Regions from separate parts of the Oryctolagus cuniculus genome. Here region 1 is linked to region 2. The links are chromatin contacts, called in public Micro-C maps. All regions are on one chromosome and are shown on one strand. The core of a region is the stretch at or near the end of the contact, and the rest is flanking DNA. Distances in the headings are between cores, read along the strand shown. Region 1 overlaps TRAM2 (translocation associated membrane protein 2). Region 2 holds the start of TMEM14A (transmembrane protein 14A).

Region 1 (7,087 bases), core at 2,524-5,023, 170 kb before region 2:
CCAGAACCACCACTTTCCTTTGGAAGGAGCACACGTAACTTAGCAACCATGCAGCTCTCCATGTGGATGGCAAAGTAACCGAAACCCCAAGGAGGGAAATCGGCAATAGGGCAGCCTCTGTCCACCAGCATGGCCACAACGCTCCTACTGCTGCCGTCTGCTGGCCTCCCAGTGCCCGGATGCCGGCCAGGGATGTCAGGCAGCAGGTGCTGAGGTAGATTAGCATCTTTTCTGCTCTCAGCGGATGGTGCTGGGGTGGCCTCTCAAACTCGGAGGCATCTGGCAGGGCCTTCGCTCAAGCCTAGGCACTTGCAACAGGAGTACACAAAGCTGAAAAACGTAGCTAACATGGCCGATTTAAGAAAAGCCAGCCCAGCTGGGTCACTGGGGTAGGGGAATTATTCCAGCTCCAGCAATGTGGTTCGTGTCAACCTGCCAAAGGCTTGACCAAGCTATGAGTTCAGTATCCCAGGGAAGCTGGTGTACCCTACAGTTCCTCTCCAGCCCCCAAAACATGAGCAAAGCCCAGGCTAGAGAGATGCCATTCTTACTCAGGCTCCTGGGGTTTAACAGAAAAGATTTTCTTTTCTTTTCTTTCTTTCTTTTTTTTTTTTTTTTTTTTTTTTTGACAGGCAGAGTGGACAGTGAGAGAGAGAGACAGAAAGGTCTTCCTTTGCCGTTGGTTCACCCTCCAATGGCCGCCGCGGCTGGCGCGCTGCGGCCGGTGCACCGCGCTGATCCGATGGCAGGAGCCAGGTACTTATCCTGGTCTCCCATGGGGTGCAGAAAAGATTTACTAACTCCCATCACCGAACAAAACCCGTCCTACAGAAAACAAGGTCTAAGTCAAGGTCTGGCTGCTAGGCTGTGGTACCACGCACAAGGCACGGCCTATGGGCAACACTGGAAACCTGCAGCAAACTACGGGAACACGAAGCCACGTTCCTCCAGAACCCAGAGCAGCAACAAGCCACAGATGTGCGGGTGGAGGCGGCTTGAGGGCGAGCTGACCACGGCCTCCCCCACCCAGCACATCACAAGCACGCCACGTGTACTTGTGGAAGACCCGACAGCAGCTTCATCGGGGCTCCTCCGGGGTGTGGGGGTGGGAGGGAGTGTGTGCAGGACACTGGGGAGGTCCTGCCCATGACACAGAGAACCTACTAATGGGAGAGGAGAAGAAGGAAGCTGCTGGATGCACACTCCCCACACAGGCAATGCCCAGGAACTCACTGACACCGTGGCAGGGCTGTTTGACTGAGATGCCTACAGGCTTCCGGGTCGGGTCTGCTGGGTTCTGCTGTGTGGCACAAAGAAGTGTCAGGAGAGGAGGCGGAGGGGTGGGAGAAATGCCCGCCTGCAGAAACGCTGTCCTCCTACCTACCGGAAATCAAAGGCAGCCCAGGGTAGGCCCCCCCGATGTCTGCAACATTACTCTGGACATAGACAGAAGTCTAGAATGGTGGCCCTCGGTGACTGGCAATGACAATCTATCTATCTAGCTATCTGTGCAGGCGACTTGGACAAGGGAAGTGTGTTGGAGAGAAGACCCATCTCCCTCCTGTCTGGACCACCACCCGTGGTCTGTTTTCTACTGTGAGCTCAAGAAGAGGAGCCACATACCAACCACATGGATGTTCCTGTGCCCACCAAGAATCGCCCCCTTTGCCTCAGCAGAGTCCAGGCACTCTGCATTAGGGCCTTGTTAAGCCCAGCTCCCCTTCCGGAAGCCCTCACAAGGCACCATGAGGACTTGGAGGACTGGAGGCCTTGTCTTCAGGTGGAGGGAAGGGAAAGAACACGGGGAGGGATGGGGGCAAAGGGCTCCCAGCGACTCAGCCGTGCGTGCTCATCCACCCCGAAGAGTGGGCCTAGAGTCAGCCACCACATGTGTGCTCTACAAACATCAACAAGTGACAACAATTCAAGGAACACTCGACAAGGGAGGCCATAGGGAGAGTGGCCAGCTGGCCCTCCCTGGGGCACCAGGGGACTGGCATGGGGCTGGAGTCCTTGAGGCTTCATGTTTCTGCAGGTCAAGAGATGAAGTCAACGGAGGCAAGCCTGGTGCCGGACAGGCAGGTGTGTGAACAGCTGTCTGGTTTGGTTTTGAATGCTGGTGAAGAAGCCACTGCAGCCGGGACTACTGGAGAAAGGCCGCGGGCGACTGTGCTCTCATTTCGGAGGCCGTTCCCTTTCTGGAAGAGCCGCTGTCGGCGACGCGCTTTGCTCTTGCTCTGAACCATGGGGAGCCGCACACGGCGATGCGATGGCAGGCTGCTATCCAGTCCAACGCCAGCCACTCCTGTGAGTCAGGGGACCCAACGGAGCCAACACCATCCTTCTGGATTGAGTCGCCACGTCCCAGAGCCAAAAAGGCCTTGGCATTTACTACCAGCAGTGGCTGCTGTGCCTCGCGATGGCTCGTGCAGAATTGGAATCATACATCTCATCAGTTAATCAGCACCCAAGAGATTATGATCCAAAAGGGCCGGCCTCTCCTCTTCTTGCCCGTCCACACGAGGACCACCGAGGGGCCTGCTGCTGGCCGCAGGCTTCCAGACTCACAGGTCCCGGAGGCTGAGAGGCACAGGACCACCATCTGAGCTCCCTCCCATTGTAAAAAAATCAGAGAAGAATTGCACGCGAAGGTGAAATAAAGAAGTAGAAAGAGAAGGCAGCAGTCACGGAGGAAGAGAAATAAGAGGCAGAAAGACAACCACAAGACCCGGGCTTCTGGAGAACCCAACATGGGGCCGAGGTGAAGACAGGAGGTGGCTTGAGGGAGAGAAAGAGATAGATAGATTTTTGGCTTTATTGAGAAGGGTTTGTGAAGAGTAAGAAGAGAAAGCCAAGAAGTCAGAAGAACAGCCCCGTTTAAAGACAGGTCTCTGCCATCTGAGAAGGGGCGTCGCAAGCCGGAAGGCAGAGGCAGAGAGGGAGGGGCCTGGCTCTGAGCCTCCCTGCTGGCCCCCGCCACGAGGATGCCTGTGCTCAGCACTTTGGCCTTAGGGAGACTTGAGTTTCTTAGTCCGTGGGGAGGTTCCGTTCTCTGCCTTCACCACTCCGTTTTCATGGTACCCTGGGAAGCGGAAAGAGAGGAGACGCACACATGGAGTTTCTGCTGGGCCTGCAGCAGGAGGTGGGGAACAAGGGCCAGAGCAGCCCCGCGGCTGCACACGGAGGAGCCACCTGGACAGCGGCTGCAGTTCCCGCAGCCAGTGGAAGTCTGCAGACAGCCATCGCGGGCTTCCTGCTTTCCCCAGCCTTGACAAGGGGCCCCGTTTGAGGTGCTCGGTAAGCAGGGAGGCCCAGAATGACTCACAGTAACCCAGGCACAGGCATGGGAGGCCCGCCTGCCCAGGCCTGAGGTTGGGGCTGGATGCTCGCTGCCATCACTCAGCCTGCTGGGTTCCTCAGTTCCACTCGGCAGGCCCCTGCAGGGCTCCAGCCCGCTTTAACAACAACTCCCCGAACGGCAGCAACAAAAGGGAGAGTGTATGGGAGGCTGTAGCGATCAGGCCTTACTCCGATGCCAAATGTGCCTCTGATGCCATCTTTCCACGCTTGTTAAAAATATACCTGCATGCACCTGCTGCAAGGCAGAGACGTGTGAGTGCTGCAGCCTCACGCCCCACACTTCCCAACTGCAGAGCTGGCTCCTCCTCACACCCAGCTGCACACGTGTCTGCGCTAAGCACACCTGAGCCCTTGCCAAGCAGGCGGCTGCCTGGAGAAAGGCGGGTGAGTCAGAAAACAGATCCTGGTGCAGACAGGGGCCCCGGGGCTACACAGAAACTGCAGGGCTGGCAGTGCAGGGGCCAGGGGAGAAGTGGGTGTCCCACCCTGGCCGCCCACCTAGCATTGTGTCACTGTGAGTCATTCCTCTAGACAGAGGAGGAGCCAGCAACCTGGGAGACAAAGGGCAGGTGAGGACAGAGCCACTGCGCAGCGCAGGGCATGGGCGGCAGCACGTGGCAGGGGCCCAGAAGCCACCCTGAGGGCATACTTCCCGCCAGAGCTCGCCAGCCAGCACCATCCTGCCCCACAGTGGCCGGGCTCCGGGCCTAGTGAGGGCCAGCTCCGCCCACACTGTCCCTGGCCCGTGCCCAGCCACGTGCCAGTCAGGGAGCTGAGGAGTCCCAGGCCTCAGGGAAGGAGTCAGAAAGGAGGAGCAGGCAGGACTGGTCTGGGGAGAGCCCAAGAAGCCGGGCCTGGCTCCTCCACACGCATCCCAGACAGACGTCACCGGCTGGGGCCTGGCACTCACCAGATTCCCTCTTGATGAGCCTGGCTGGTAGTCTGGGGGCAGCTGGCACTCTCCGCTTGGCACTCTGCTCGTTCCAGTACTCTCGCCAGTGCCGCAGCTGGGAGTGGATGAAGCGCCACATGAGCCAGGCCTGGGCAGCACATACCAGCAGCAGCACGCAGAGCCTGGGGGGTGGGGGTGGAGAGGTGGGCTCAAGGGCGGGCCCGAGGGCGGGACTCGGGCCCACAGCCCCAGGTACAGGGCAGGACCCTGCAGCTCCCACAGCCCGGCCCACCACCCTCACTGCCAGCACTGTCTGGCACCAGGAAGTGTGTGCTCCAGTCTTTCTCTGCTCTAGTGCATGTCAGGGTGTTGCAGCAACGGGGCTGGAGGACGGGGAAGGTGGAGGCGACAGGGGCAAGTCCAGTTCCACAATCACGTGACTCCCGTGCCCACAGAGAACCTGTGGCCATGTTGCCTCTTGGATCCACAGCACCAAACAAGGCTGATGTAGGCTCCAAAAATATGGGTAGGCCTCAAATGAACTGAATTGTGAGGCAGCATTAGTAATTCCATCTAGCAGGCCACTTAGAGGCAGAGGGGCCAGTGTACAACACAGCAGTCACACCGCCTCGGAGCCACCTATACTGCAGAGCCTGGTTTTGAGTCTCAGCTCTGCTCCCGATTCAATTTCCTGCTCACATGGACCCTTCTGGAAGGCAGCAGATGATGGCTCGAGTACCTGGATCTCTGCCACCCACATGGGAGAACCAGATGGAGCTTCAGGCAGCTGACTTCAGCCTGGCCCAGCCCCGGGTATTGTGGTCATTTAAGGAGTAAACCAGTAGATGGAAGATCTTTTTGTGTCTTTGTCTCCCTCTATGACTCTTTGCCTTTCAAATAAGATGAAAAACAAAAATAAAGAATTTAAAAAAAAAAAACCTGAGAAGAGAAAGAACTTTTTAAAAAAGATTTATTTATATTCTTGAAAGGCTGAAAGGCAGAGTTACAGAGACAGAGAGAGATCCCACTCACTGGTTTACTCCCCAAATGACTGCAATGGCTGGACCTGGGCCAGACTAAAGCCAGGAGCTTCTTCCAGGTCTCCCAGGTGGGTGCAGGGGCCCAAGCACTTGGGCCATCTTCTACTGCTTTCCCAGGTTCAGTAGCAGGGAGTTGGATCAAAAGTGGAGAAACTGGGACTCGAATCGGCATGCATATGGGATGCTGCACCGCTTTATCCACTAAGACACAGTGCCAGCCTCTCGATGTTTAAAAAAAAAAAAAGGGCAGAGTAATCCTGGCCAAGGCACCCTCCCATGCCTGTGGACTCACAAAAACACAGTGGCTTCTTCCTCGCCTTGGTGGCAGGGGAGGGCATTACCAACTGCTGAGCACACAGTATTAAACCGGCCACATGTGGCTGTGCCTATCGAGACCGGAAGTGAAACTTCCCGTGTACCCTGAAGCACTGGACAAATGTGAGAGGATTTGCAGTCAGGAAGTGAAGATGTTCTAAAGGCAGCAGAGGCCGGTATCTATCCCCTCCTCAGGCCTCATGTTCCAAGACTCCCAGCTAACCAACAAGGAGCATGAGACGCAAAGATCTGCTGCCCCGTGACCTTCTGCGGAAGCTGTGCCAAGTTTAGGAGGCTCCTGGCCTGGAGCTGGAGTCCTGACATCTCCTCGGGCTCCTGCCAGCACTCACCTGCAAAGCAAGGTGTTGAAGTTCCCCTTCTCAGGGTCAAACGCCTGGTTTTCCATGCGAGCCAGTCCAAAGCCAATGGCCAGCACAGCGAGGGTGAGGATGAAGAGGCGGGTGACCCCAAACACAGCAGCCCAGGCGTTAAACCTGCTCAAGGAGGCAGAAAGGGGGCCCTTTGAGCAAGCTGTATCTGCTTCTCCAGGAGTAATCCCAAGTAGGAAGAGGATTCGAGAGGAGCCCAGGAAGGGGCTGGAGGGGTAAGATATCTAAGGATCAGATGCTCTGGAAAGAACATAATCTTAGGGGGCCGCCTTCAGCTAAGTGGGCAGTTTGCACCCAGGGCGGGACCCACCATAGCCTCTGAGCAGGCCAGCCTCTCACAGCCCCACTTACAGCTTCTCGTTGTTTTCGTCTGCAAAGTAGAAGAGTCGAGCCATGTGGAAGAGGAACTCGGTCGAGTACTGCAGCAGCAGCAGGATCAGGCCCAGGCGGCTGAGGCTGGGGGGAGAGGACGAGGCTGACACTCTTCCCCGAGAAGCCGTACCCCAGCCTGCCCGTCTCGGCTCAGGCTGCCCTGGGCCTGGGCTCTGCTTTCCACTCCCACATTCCCAGACAGGCCCTGGCTCCACCTTCAGGACTCAGTTTGGCAATCACACTTCCAGGAATGTTTCCTAACTGACCCCCCACCCTCAGCCTTTCACCTGTCCTGTCAGGGTCAGGAGTCCATCCCTGCCTGCTCCCACAGCAGACCATAGCACCTTGCACGCATCATCATCTAGGCTGGCAACAAGCACCCAGGAGGGTGCTCAGAACACGCCTGCCGAGCTCTGCGCGTGGAAATACGGCAGGTTCCTGCTGTCCAACATTTCCTTAGCCAAGTCTTCCCAGCCAAGGGGAAGGTGAGAAGCAGGAAGCACTCCTTCCACAAGGTGCTGCCCATACCTGCCTCCCTGCTCCTCCCTACACACTGCTGGAGCGACAGTGCAGCCGGATTCCTTAGGCCCATTCTGCAGGTGACACAGGAGCTCCGACACCAGTGCAAGTGGTAGGTACCTGCAGTCCCTGTCCCTCAAAGACCCATCCAGGAACAGACCCTGCTGTGGGCCTCCAGAGACAGAGGGTGGAGTCCGAGA
Region 2 (6,654 bases), core at 321-2,820:
TCCATTTCACAAAAACGTGACTGTCTCCAAATGTCCCATTCATCTATTCAGTAGGCACCTCTCCTGCTTTATGAATCTTAACAATCTCTTCAATTAGATTTTAAGCTCTTAAAGAACAGGGGCCACTCTTTTACTAATAATAGCAAACATTACTGAGTATTTACTATGTTGTGGTCATTGCGCTATGAGAGTGGGCATTTGCTCTAGTGGTTAAGATGCCCATGTCACATACTAGAGTACCTGCTCTGGCTCCTAATGGCAGCTCCATTCTAATGCAGACCCTGAGAGGCAACAGTGGTGGCTCAAGTATTTGGGTTTCTCTCTCTCTCTCTCTCTCTCTCTCTCTCTCTCTCTCTCTCCCCCCCCTGCCTCTCAAATAAATAAATAAGTAATTTAAAAAATATGCACTGGAACCATAGTTTGAACCCAGGCAGAATGACTAGACAGCCTGTATAAACTCTTTCCTGAAACCCGGGTCTGACACTTCACAAGGCCTTTGGCAAGTTGCCTCATTTTCTTCCTCTGAAGCATCGGGGAGGTAGCAGCATGTACACCTCCTTCCCCCCACCTCCCGTTGTAGTGAAGATGAACAGTCTTTGCCCGTAAATTGCCTAGCACAGCGCCTGAAACACGTAGATATCCTAAATGTCAGATGTTATTGTTGCTTATAGGAAAGTTCATTTTATCACGGAAAGTCCCCCGTCCTTGGCAAAAAGTTCAAAATGGGATCAAATGGCAGGCCTAGGACAAGGAGTCAGCCTGGTTCCTGGGTAGTCACTCTCTATTGCCCTGTGTCTCTTTCAGAGCCCACCTCAAAAATGTCCCCTTCTGTTTTGCAATTGCTTCCCCTACCCCACCCCCCACTACATTCCAGGAAATCATTCTCCTTAGTTAGGAGATGTGGTGCAGAAACCACATATGTGTTTTTACTTGTTGCACATTCTTCTGCGTTGGCCAGTGCCCTGTGTTCCCTATTTGTTATGAAGTTTTATAACCATCTCTGTTTTTTTAGAGCTAATATTTGATGTTTGAAGATAACTTTGGCATGGCTAGAACGTCTTGCCTCGCTGAATGAAACTCTAACATTCAGCGCCCCCTGCTGTCTTTCACAGGAAAGCGCATCGACTGAGAAGGTTTGATTCGCTGATCTTGAATGTTGCTTATCGAGGTCTAAATAGAAATGGGTGTAAATGTCCTCAACTTGAAATTAGACCCACGTCTTAGCTGTCCTTGAACTCATCCTCTTGAATTTTAGTTTTTGCGCTGCCTTTGTAAATTCATTTTTGCTTAATTATAGTTTTCTCACATTTGCTTTCCTTACATTTGTTTTAGGGAGTCTTGTTTTGGGGGGTTTGAACTTGTTTTTGTTTTACTCTTGGCTCTGTATCACTTTGGCGAAGAACGGAGAGGAAGAGGGCAAGTGATCCTGGCGTTAGATTCGGGGACCCTCGGAGGAGGACAACCCCACCGGTGTGAGCCTCCAGCCCTTGCAGCCAATGGGATCTCGGTGCATGGGTGAGTGTCAGGCGGAACTAGCCAATGAACGTGCGCCTTCGGCAACGCAGGCCAGCTTCTCCAACTGGGTCATATAAAGTGGCCCGAGGTGTCCCGGAACTGGACTGGCCCTGGCCGGGGTGATTGCGGCGGTTGCTGGGGTTCAGGGGAGCTTCGCTCCGGCCCCGCAGCCCAGGCAGCAGTGCGGCCAGCAGCCAGATGTGCACGGAGTCGCCGAAGCAGATGACAGCGAGCAGCCCGGAGACCACGGGCGCCTTCAGGAACTAACGTGACCTGCTCCTGAAAACAGGTTGCCTGCGGAGCCCCGGACGCCCCCGACGGCGCTGACCGCCACCCGATGAACGGCGGTGGCAATGGCGCGGGGACGCGGGGTCGGTGCTGCGGAGTGGTGAGGGTTGGCTGCTTGGCTTTGTCGCCGTCCGGGAGCAGGGGTTGCGCTCAAAGTCCTAGCCCCTGTTTTCACTAATCTCTAATTGATAGTTAGCATTTCTTTCCGTTAGGCAAATAGGCAACAAAACAGCAGTATCGGTACCTGCATCTGTCATCTGTGGGAGTCACAGATACCTTAGAAACTGGTACACGGAACACTAATTTGAAATTATGGTAATAAATAGACCTGCCCATAGATCTGATAATCTTTAATATGTTAATAAAGAACATTTATTATATCTAGGTTTAAATGTTTAATAATCTGACAACTGTATTTCAAGAAAATTGGCATCCTGTGCAATCTTATTTTGTGCATTTTCCCAGAATGCCAAAGGAATCCATGTGACATTGGAAGAGTCCCTGCCTTGGATCATGAGTGGACAGTTCTACAAATAGGTGGAGTTGGGGCCCTGTGCTGTGACATAGTAGGCTAAGCTTCCGTCTGCCGTGCTGGCCTCCTATATGGGTGTAAGCCTCCCATAGGGGTGCCAGTTGCTGTTCCGGCTGCTCCTCTGCCTATCCAGCTCTTTGCTATGGCCTGGAAAGCAGTAGAAGATGGCCCAAGTCCTTGGGTCCCTGCACCCACGTGGGAGACCCGGAGGAACCTCCTGGCTCTTGGCTTCTGATTGGCCATTGGCCATTTGGGGAGTGAACCAGCAGATGGAAGACCTTTCTCTCTGTCTCTCCCTATCTCTGTCTGTAACTTTACCTCTCAAGGAAATAAGTAAAATCTTAAAAAAAAAAAAAAAAAGAAAGAAAGAAAGAAAAAGAAACAGAAAAAATAAGTAGAGGTGAACAGGCTTGGCTGCAAACTTACCTGGTGCTCCAGCCTTACCATTGCTGGAGTAAGCAGCACCTGGTGGCCTTTGAGTTAAGAGGACTGTGGCCCCCTTTGCCCAAGAACAACCTGATTCCCACATGGGCAAGAGTATATACAAGAGTATGGAATTCTCATAATATGCGAAGAGTTTTTCTTTTAGGTTTGGGTGAAATACCTTGAGTAGTAGTATCCCGAAGCTTTTTCCAGCTTTTAACACTCCAGTGGCAGGATGAGCTGTATCTTAAGTCCAGACACTGAGATCCAGGGGGAAATCATTTAATAGTTCACATCAGTTTAAGATAATGAGGTGCCCCATGGGGGTGTTAGTTTTGTTCTGAATAGGGAAATTTTGCTGGGATCTGCAGAGGAGGAGGCTGGAGCAGGGAAGAGCATAGAAGGGGTGGAAAGGACAGCAGGGAGAACTCTGAGCCAAACCCCCGGATGCTGCTTCCTCTCCCCCACATTACTGTCATGCCATCTACTCTCCCGTGAATCTTGTGGGACCTTATTAACTTCTTAGGATCAGTTTAGCCTTTTCATAAGAAACATACGTCCCTGAAACATTTGCATGTGCAAGGGATAGATTCGGCAAACAAATGTCATGAGACAATGAATGTTCTCAATTTTATTTTATTATGAGGAATTCTATAATTCCAGTCTCACAGAATCCCCAGAGCTAGACGACAGCTTTCTCTAAAGGGCTGTTGTGTAAGGTTGAGGGTGGGAGTTACTTGTAATTAGACAGGAAAGCAAACCTGGAGCGACATGAGAAATTACTTGGAGGCACAATTTCAACTGAACTTAAGGTTCATTCCCGAGAACTGATTATCTTGGACTAGATAAGACTTAAAGTGCTTTCCAACTCTGGGATTCTATACCATTCCCTAGCTAGACATTCTGCAACTGATCCTCCCCTGGGCATGGCTCTATTGCTAAGAAAAGGGCAGTCCCCTAATCTCTTCAGGGAACTGAGTGCTGTAAGGAGGTAAAATAAATCTTAGTTTTATTCTAACAAGGGAACACAAGCCAGCAAGTCCTGGACCTGACGCATAAAACCAGGATCCTGATCTGATCACATCTATGTAGCCCCCTCAATAGGGTAATGAAAGGTGCTTGCGGTTTGAAGTCAACAAACTCGGGTTTCGGGTGTTTTACTGGTCATGGAGGGGAGGGCGGTTGCCGAAGCGAGTCTTGTAGGTTCTTTCCCTCAGCTTAGTATAGAGATAAAAAGCTGGGAAACAATTTGCAAAGAGGCAGAAACTTTTATTCTATTGGCAATCGACAGAGAAAGCGTCTGGTCAGAGAGGAGACCAGGCAGAGTGTCCGAGGCGGACACTGGCTACAAGGAACTGTCCCGGGTATTTAAGGCATTACTATTTTTTTCACTGGGTCATTCTGTAGGGATACCCATTGGACAGGGGTTTCACATATGTATGTTGATTGGTTTGGGGCTCATGGTGATAGCTGGGGTCTCCTGGAGACTCTCTTTAGGGGTTCAACCCCCTCCTCTGCTAGCTCTGGGTGGAAGATTGCAACTAACTTGAAGGCCATGGTTTAAAACCACAAGGCCACACAAGATAGCCAGGGTCTCCTGGAGCCGGTGAACTCTCCCCAGATGCTCAGCCCCTTCCCTTGCCAGCTTTTAGTGAAAGCTTGCAGCCACCCTGAAGGTGTGAGTTAAAGCTACAAGGTCACATATGCAGCACAAGAAGCTATTAGTGGCGAGATGCCAGTTGGCCTGGAGACAGGCTTTCCAGCCACAGCTGACACCCTGCTTGTGAAGGACATTCTACCTATGTGAAGGGCCCACAGACTCCCAGCCCCATTGGCGGGCCTCAAATCTCCCTTCTTCAATCCACACCCTACTACTGTAGGGACTTGGGCATTGATGTGGCTCTGGCTGCTTCCTGCTGACAGGGGGTTGTCGTAAGCGCCCTTAGGGTGGGTGTGAAAAGTCTGGGGTGGTGGTGGCGGCCGTCCAGGTTGCTGTGGTAGAATGCAGTCTCCATGCAGGGTTCCGTCTGAAGGACCATTTGCATCTTGATGGATTCTAATCTTTGAGAGACAAATTTGACAGGCAGTTAGAGATACATGGGCCAAACATTAGAGAAAGAAATAGCAGTCAGAATGGGCCCAGCAGACAAAGTACCCATGCTGTCGACGGTAACCAGGATTTTAGTTGTTCCCAAACCTGACCTGTCAGGTGGATTTTAACTGACAGGCTTTTTAAGCACACTGCCTTTTGTAGGCTGTGAGCTGTGCATGTATCTACAGCTCCTGAGGTGTTGATCTAGAAGCAGCAAGAGACGTTTGCTATGGCACATACTCCTCCCTGTTGGGCCAGCATATAGCCCAGAGCAAGTCTGAGCATCCTCTAAGATAGAAGAACAGCTGGACATAAGGAATTTCTCCCCACTTGCCTTCGTGCCTACAGAGACGATCTAGTTGGAGTATGGTGTTATAATTGACACTTCCTGTGGAGGCCAGGTCTCCCCATCCCTAAGGGGTGTTTGGGCCAGGCCTTGGTGCAGATGAAAGTCAGGACCTTCTTCCTGAGGATCTGGGGGGTCAAAGTGACCCCAGCTCTTGAGGATGCATCTGAGAGGTGTCATAAAGGAGAGAGAATGGGTTGTCTAGAGAGGTTGCCTCCTCTCTCTGTACAGCCCTAACATGAGGACTGAGCCTGGCAGGCACTGGGAGGCAAACCCAGTCCGGCCCCTGGGGCACAGCCCTCCCTGAGTGGTCATTACAAGGGTGGCCTTGCTATCCACCAGGACAGGATTGCCACTCCTACCCTTGTCTCGGTTTATCCCGGCCCTGGTTTCCACTCCTTTGCCTCTTACGATGAGGGTCTTGATGAAACGGTCTATTCCCACCGTAATGTTGCTGCCTTCAACTCTCAAAGCAGCCTAACTCTCATACCAAACCATTAGAAGGTCGAGCCAGTCCTGACTGGTGGTATCTGGAAGACCTTCAGAATCCATGCCTGCTGGACCCTCTGTTCTGTCAGGACTTAGGCAAGCGAAAAAAAGTCACTATGTCCCAAGAACAGCCTCACGTTTTTCTTCCAGGCTGTTTACAAGAATCTGTCTCAGGACCCCTTGTGGGGACACAGGGCGCATGTACAGTGACCTGACAGAGAGGGATAAAAATCTTTTGGGACTTATCTGAGCATTTTACAGAGTCCTTTTACTGTTACAGAAACCCGGTGCGGGGGGCGGGGGGACTCTCTTTGTTCAAACAGGCACCGGAAACAGTGGAGGATCGGGGCAGTTTATTAAACCCAGTGGGCTCAGGGGGAAATATTTTTTTGACAATTGAACCCTGAGGTTCATTAGCATCATACCTTAACCCTTACAGCACTGTGTCTAAATTGCAGCCTATGTGACTTAGGACCACACTTCCAAAGATCAGTGGGTCTGGCATGTTTACAAAGGAGGTACCTGGGTCAGATTTATAGGACAGATTTATGACTGGAGAGCGGAGTTCAGGACATCTTTCCTCCCTAGACAAGATAACTGCATACAACTGCTTTACCAGATAATTGGGAGCAGCCACTCTTTCGAAGTGTCAGGGGTTTGTTTTCTTTCCTTTAGCTCTGGTTGTAGTCTTATTATTGCAAAAACCTCATTAACAGAAGATAAAATTCTAATTCTATGTCAAAGAAAAACAGACTAATAGCTTTTATATCCAAAAATTTCTTTCTTTCATAACCTTCTGTGACTTCCTCACACCTTCTGTAACTTACTCAAACCTTTCTTTTCCATTCCAGTCTAAGCTAGTCATTAGGATAAAACAGTTCTTACAAACCATGTCCTTTTCCTATTTAAAAAATCTCTTTTCTTTTTTTTAACTTTCCTTACCAAGAACACACTTTTATGCTTGTGACC

Evidence for each region. A called contact is a pair of places that touch in the nucleus more often than the background predicts.
Region 1: a contact with region 2 is called in a Micro-C map of ear pinna, with 3 times the contacts expected there. The contact joins the enhancer-like site here to the promoter of TMEM14A in region 2. A contact is called at or near these places in 5 of 6 Hi-C or Micro-C datasets (ear pinna, embryonic fibroblasts, psoas muscle and 2 more).

The regions. Positions count from the first base shown.
Region 1 is chr5:117,467,842-117,474,928 of mOryCun1.1, reverse strand. TRAM2 (translocation associated membrane protein 2) reads right to left here. Exons shown (of 11, transcript XM_008263046.4): 8 at 6,348-6,452; 9 at 5,958-6,101; 10 at 4,271-4,434; 11 at 1-3,082. The coding sequence ends at 3,009. Among named protein-coding and RNA genes, the nearest start is that of TRAM2, 82 kb to the right of the region's middle. Within about 2 kb of position 3,773, at least 3 of the 8 cell types and tissues checked have an H3K27ac peak or open chromatin away from gene starts, as enhancers often do. A contact at or near this core is called in ear pinna, where this site is marked.
Region 2 is chr5:117,297,032-117,303,685 of mOryCun1.1, reverse strand. It overlaps TMEM14A (transmembrane protein 14A), which reads left to right and starts at 1,570. Exons shown (of 5, transcript XM_051855650.2): 1 at 1,570-1,903. LOC138849654 (a long non-coding RNA gene) reads right to left here. Exons shown (of 2, transcript XR_011388664.1): 2 at 4,007-4,819.